Linked DNA regions of Rattus norvegicus: region 1 is linked to region 2. A link is a contact called in public Hi-C data. All regions are on one chromosome and are shown on one strand. The core of a region is the stretch at or near the end of the contact, and the rest is flanking DNA. Distances in the headings are between cores, read along the strand shown.

Region 1 (2,700 bases), core at 33-2,532, 55 kb before region 2:
GCCTGAGAGTTTGATCACAGGGCTCTTGGTAAAGAGAGGGTTGAGGAATGGATGTGCACAATTGTGATTTCAATGCTGAGATGGATCTCTGGGAGTTCACTGGTCATCCAGCCTAGGCTACTTGATAAGTTCCAGACATTGTCAGACCCTGTCTCAAAAAGAAGATGCAAGATGTGAGTTTCAGGTCTGTCTGGTCACATAGTGAGTTCCAGACCTGACAGGGATATACAGAGAGGCCCTGTCTCAAAAAATAAAGAGAAAAAACAAGGTGAACGGTACCTGAGGAACAATTCCCAAGATTGACCTCTGGCCTCCACATGCAACCTACACACACACACACACACACACACACACACACACACACACACACACCTGAGCACACGCACACCGATGCCACCACATACATACCCATGCATGTACATACACACATGCACACACAAACATTCATTGTTAAACTTTTCAAACATGCAAAAACATGGAAGAACCTCCTGTGACCATAACTGATATTTCATCAATGCCCTTGTTCACCAACACTCTGAGCAAAAAACATTTTAAAGCAAATCATAAACATACTTTATAATTCAATCATATCAAACAAGTTACCAATCATATCCAACAAATTTTACCTAATGATATAATCATCCAATAGAATCCAGTCTGTGCTTAATTTTCTCCAGATGTCTTACAAATATGTTTTTATATTTTGCCTAAGTGAAGGTGTAAAGAAACACAACTTATGTAATGTGCTTCGGGCTTTTGTTGTTGGTGTTACTGTTGTTGTGGTTGTTGTTGTTGTTTTGGTTTTGTTTTTTTTCTGAGTCAGGGTTTCTCTGTGTTTTTCTGGAACTTGCTCTGTAGACCAGGCTGGCTTCAGATTCAGAATTTCCACTCTCTCCTCCACCCAAGTGCAACATTTGTTTCTTTTCTTTTAATATCCTTTGCTTGTTGAAGAACCTAGGTTCTAGGTTATAGGACTTGCCACATTGTGTTACTCTGCTTGTACCAAGTGAGGACCGGTTAACAAAAGGTAAAGTATCCAACCATTGGCTCAGTGAGTGGCAAAGGCCAAAGTGATTCAGCAGTCAGTATAAGATTGTAAGAGAAAGGGCACAGAAGTGCAAAGGAAAGTGAGAAGGAAAGAGAGAAAGGCAGACAGACTGTACTTCTAATCCAGCAAAGTCCTGCTGGACTTTGACATGAACTCACTTCCCTGGGGAGGAAGTAGGCTGGGCAACAACCAACCAATGAGTTACTATTTGTTTTTGGAAAACCAAAGACTTGTTTTTCAAACTTGTAGAAGCTGGTTACAGAGTGTTTCCATGGGATTTCAGTGTCTGCCCCTGTGGCATTACCTTTAATGAACTGTGCTTTGGGGACCAGAGAGTACCCACATTTTCATTAGCCTCAGTCATGGAAAAATCCTCAGCTCCTTTTATAGTCTTTGAAAGCCAAACAACAAAGCAGCATTCCTGAAAATCGCTTGCTTTACAGTGATAATTTTGGTTTAATTTATCTTAATCTTAATCTTTCCCCCACCTCTGAATGTGGGATAGAACTAAAATCCACAGGAACGAAGAGGCCAATGAGGCAGTAAGAATCACACCGTAAGATGAAAACAATTCAGTCCTTCATGATCTGACCGCTCCTGAGCGGACACACATCATCTTTCCTGAAGTTACTTCTTTAAACTGATTAACACAAGGCAAACAGATTGTTTTATTTCAGTTCTGCAGGCTGGAAGTCTGTCCCTGGTCCCTCTGAAGCTTGAGGGAAAGGTCTCTCTCTTCTCCCAGCTGCTAATATTGGTGTGAACACTTGGTGTCAGCGCCTTTGTGGCCACATCTCTCCAGTGACTGTTTTGTCTGTGCATCAGTCTTCAGTGGTTATTTTTTTGTATAAAGGCACTGATCTTATTGGATTAGGGCCTACCCTGTTCGAGAGTGGCCTTCTCTTAACTAATCGCACATGCGGTGACCCTCCTCCCAATGAAATGCTAGGGGTTAAGACTTCACGATCTTAGGAGCATGGTATAATTTGCCACTAACACTGTCTTTCATAAATGGGTTCAATGTAACTTATGCACCCACACACAGGTCCAAATGAAGATAGACTGTCAAGCTCTCTTTCTATCTGTGCTCGAGGGGGCAATCTCCTTGAAAGTGGCACAGCAGGGTTCAGCCCCTGATCTGAGCAGGATGAAAGTATGAGCTCACTTCCTGTTATCCAGGTTAGGAGGGCTTGAGTCAAGGTTGTTAATAAACAGCATAAAGCTCTTTGGCACTGGAAAATAAGTGCAGGATGCACACCAGGCACTGTGATGCTCGCAACCTACGATGCAGAATAGTAAGAGCCAAGATGTAAGACCTGGAGCCGCTGGAGTCCGACAGCAACACCTGCTGCATATCTGACAGCAGGGCACTTGGCTTTTCTGAAATGAGGTAGCTGGTCTTGGCCAACAACTGAACCCTTCTGAACCTGATTATACATTCATAGGGGATTAATCCTTCTACCAAAGGTCTATAGGGAAGTTCTGGAAGCAGAATTAAATAAGAAACTACCACCGTGGTAAGAAACAGCAGGAAACCAATCAATACCAAATGCCTTCAACTGACCTTTGACCTTAACATCTCGACTCTGTGTGGTTGCTTTTTGCCCATTGGCTCAACAAGGCTCCTTGACACTCAGTGTCTTAAGCTGAGA
Region 2 (2,700 bases), core at 126-2,625:
ATGAAACTTCAACTCCAAACTTTCAAGTTTTTTCTGTGTTTAACATTCTCTGCAAAACAAACGTCTCTTGAGGTAAATTACAATTTAACACTGACCCTCTACTTTTGCCCAGCCCACCAATAAATAACAAAGGTGCAAATCACCTCCATCAATAAGCACTCTTATTTACTGGGAGGAAGCGGAGTGTAGAGGTCTTGTGACTATGAGTAACAGTGCATCTGGAAGGAATAAAGAGAAGGACTACAAGCCCATGGGCTCAGCAGCAAAAACTGCAATCTTGAGACCAGCATTGCCAGAGGCAATGTTTTCCTCTAACTTGAGCCATTTTACAACTTCCAAAGTAGCTTAAAGATGAAGTTCCATTTTTCTGACTGTACCCTGCTGCCTACTTCTTTTCCCTAGTAAATGCCCAAGACACATACTAGGGAGTCTTTGGGCCACTCACCTGGTGCTGGGGCTCTTACACAAGTCACTACTCCATTAAGGTCGACATTTCTTCAGGCTCTCAATGACATTTCTTCACCTTCCCTCTCACCATTGAGAGGACACTAGTGAACTTGAGGCTCTGGACATCAGAGTAGCCCTGGAAGTACCCCCCAACTTCGCGTACTTCTAACCCTAGGGAACCCTCTGGGGGAATTAGCTTTTAAGACCAGAGGTCCTCCAACTGGCTAATATTAGAAGTCCATTCGAAAATGGAGGAGTTTTTTATTCCACATGGAAAGAACCTCATATGAGAACAAAAGAAAGAACAAAAGAAAAAAGAATCTTTCAAAATCCTTACGCGGTTGTGCACTCTCCCAGCAAGTGGGTAGCATTTATTCAGGACACTCCTGAGCACCTTTTCAGGATTCAGCTTTGGCTCCCAAATACTCCGCCCATCGGAGCCTACAAAAACAGCTCACACGGCAACGGTGCTTCCCGACCTCCCAGAGGCATGCCCAGATGTGCGAACCTAAGACACGCAGGAGCACAGACACAGGTGTGCACAAGCAGGTGAGCATGCTCAGAGGCGAACACAAGTGTGCAGACGCGGAAGGCCCTCCTAAATGTTCGCAAATACTTGAGCACTCAGATGACGCATTTTCGGACCTCGGTCCCAGGTCATGCCTGGGGTACTCACAGCGGGGGCCACCCTTCCCCGCGCCCCACTGGAGCGTTCGTGCCCAGCTCACCTCTTCGAGAAACTTGGTCAGATCGTACACCTTATGATGTAGGATCACCCAGGTGCTCTTGCTGTCTTTGTGCTTCTGAATCTCCTCCAGAGTGTAGTACTTCACATCCTTGTCTGACTGCTCGGCCATTTCGGAACAGTGAGCCTTCCGGGCCCTGCAACACAGCCTTGCAGGGTAGTGCAATGATCAGGTCTGAGCTGCCTCCGCCCGGGACATTCCCAGCCCCACCGGGACGCGCGCCCAAGGACCGGGCTGGGGTGGTGCCTCAAACTGGGCATGGACCTGATGGCCTCCGGGGATTGGCCAGTATTGTGCTCCCGCCTTCAGCCGACGCCCTCCATTAATCCAATCATTTTCCCTCCAGTTCAGAGAGCGGTGTTGATTGGCTAAAGGAGGAGCCCTTCACTTTTACCCTGCGCGTTGGGTGGAGAGGCGCTTTTCTGAGTCTGCGCAGGAGTCAGCGGGTGGGGTCACTGGTAGCTGGGGAGGTGCGATCAGCGATCTGAGCACCCAATTAAAGAGGAAGCTTTAGGGCCAGGGCAAACTCCATCCTAACCTTAGGTTCTTCCTTTAGACCCGACTTCACATTAACTCGCGTATTTCCTAAACAAAGCGGCCCTACATCCTGATAATAACTTGGAACGAAAATTGCAGTGGTCCAAAGTAACCTTCTGAGTAGTTTTCCTTAACCACAGATGAGTGGAAAGAGCCTCTTACACAAATGTCACAGATTAAGGTCTGGGAATAAATGTGTGGCCCCAAATAATGAGCCCCATGCATTTCGCTTCACTGGCATCTGCAGGGGGATGGGGGTGGTTCATCTAACAGGCAAAGGAAATTGCTACATTAAAATTAGAAGCATCAAATGATTTCTTTAACCTGAAATAACTTCGGTGTCACAAGACCCTGACATGGCAAAGACTTTCTCTTATCCTTCACCATACTGTAAATTTAAGTCCTAAATAAGGAACAGCACTAGACACAGCGCTGGAGTCCCTCCCCCAGCTGGCACTCCCCTACCCTTTTGACAGGAAGTCAATACCATATATAAATTACACATGTCTAAAACAGGAGTGGGGGGAACTTATTTACTTATTTTAAAAAACAGAAAACTAAACTTATTTACTTATTTTAAAAGCCCTTCTAGGTCTTTTCAACAATGGTAATTAACTCCAAAACCATTACATTAGTGATAGCCACATCAGTGATCCTCCCAGAAAATCAGGAAGGTCCTGAACTCAGTAGGACTTGGACAGAAATAAGTTCCCTTTCCCTTAGTCTCTCCAGGAGGACCTGCTTTTGGGGAAATAAACATTGCTCAAGGCATTCCAAACTATTTTCATTGTTTCTTTCTTTTTAACCACAAGGAAACATTTTCCGATTGTAATTGTTACTCAGAAATATTTCTAAGGTAAATTCTTTGTATTAGGATACTAATCAGCTTAGTTCACATGCAACATATGAATATTTTATTTTACACCAACCAACTAAAATATAATGTAGGACCATTTCCAAGAAGTTCAAT

What was found. Hi-C and Micro-C count contacts between places; a contact is called where the count stands out from the background.
Region 1: a Hi-C map of liver shows a contact between it and region 2, with 3 times the contacts expected there. The contact joins the enhancer-like site here to the promoter of Cyb5a in region 2. A contact is called at or near these places in 2 of 12 Hi-C or Micro-C datasets (both in liver).

What each region holds. Positions count from the first base shown.
Region 1 is chr18:80,541,928-80,544,627 of GRCr8, reverse strand. The region is part of intron 1 of LOC134482966 (a long non-coding RNA gene); the gene reads left to right. Among named protein-coding and RNA genes, the nearest start is that of Timm21, 51 kb to the left of the region's middle. Within about 2 kb of position 1,282, at least 4 of the 93 cell types and tissues checked have an H3K27ac peak or open chromatin away from gene starts, as enhancers often do. A contact at or near this core is called in liver, where this site is marked.
Region 2 is chr18:80,486,684-80,489,383 of GRCr8, reverse strand. Cyb5a (cytochrome b5 type A) reads right to left here and starts at 1,375. Exons shown (of 5, transcript NM_022245.2): 1 at 1,176-1,375. The coding sequence starts at 1,304.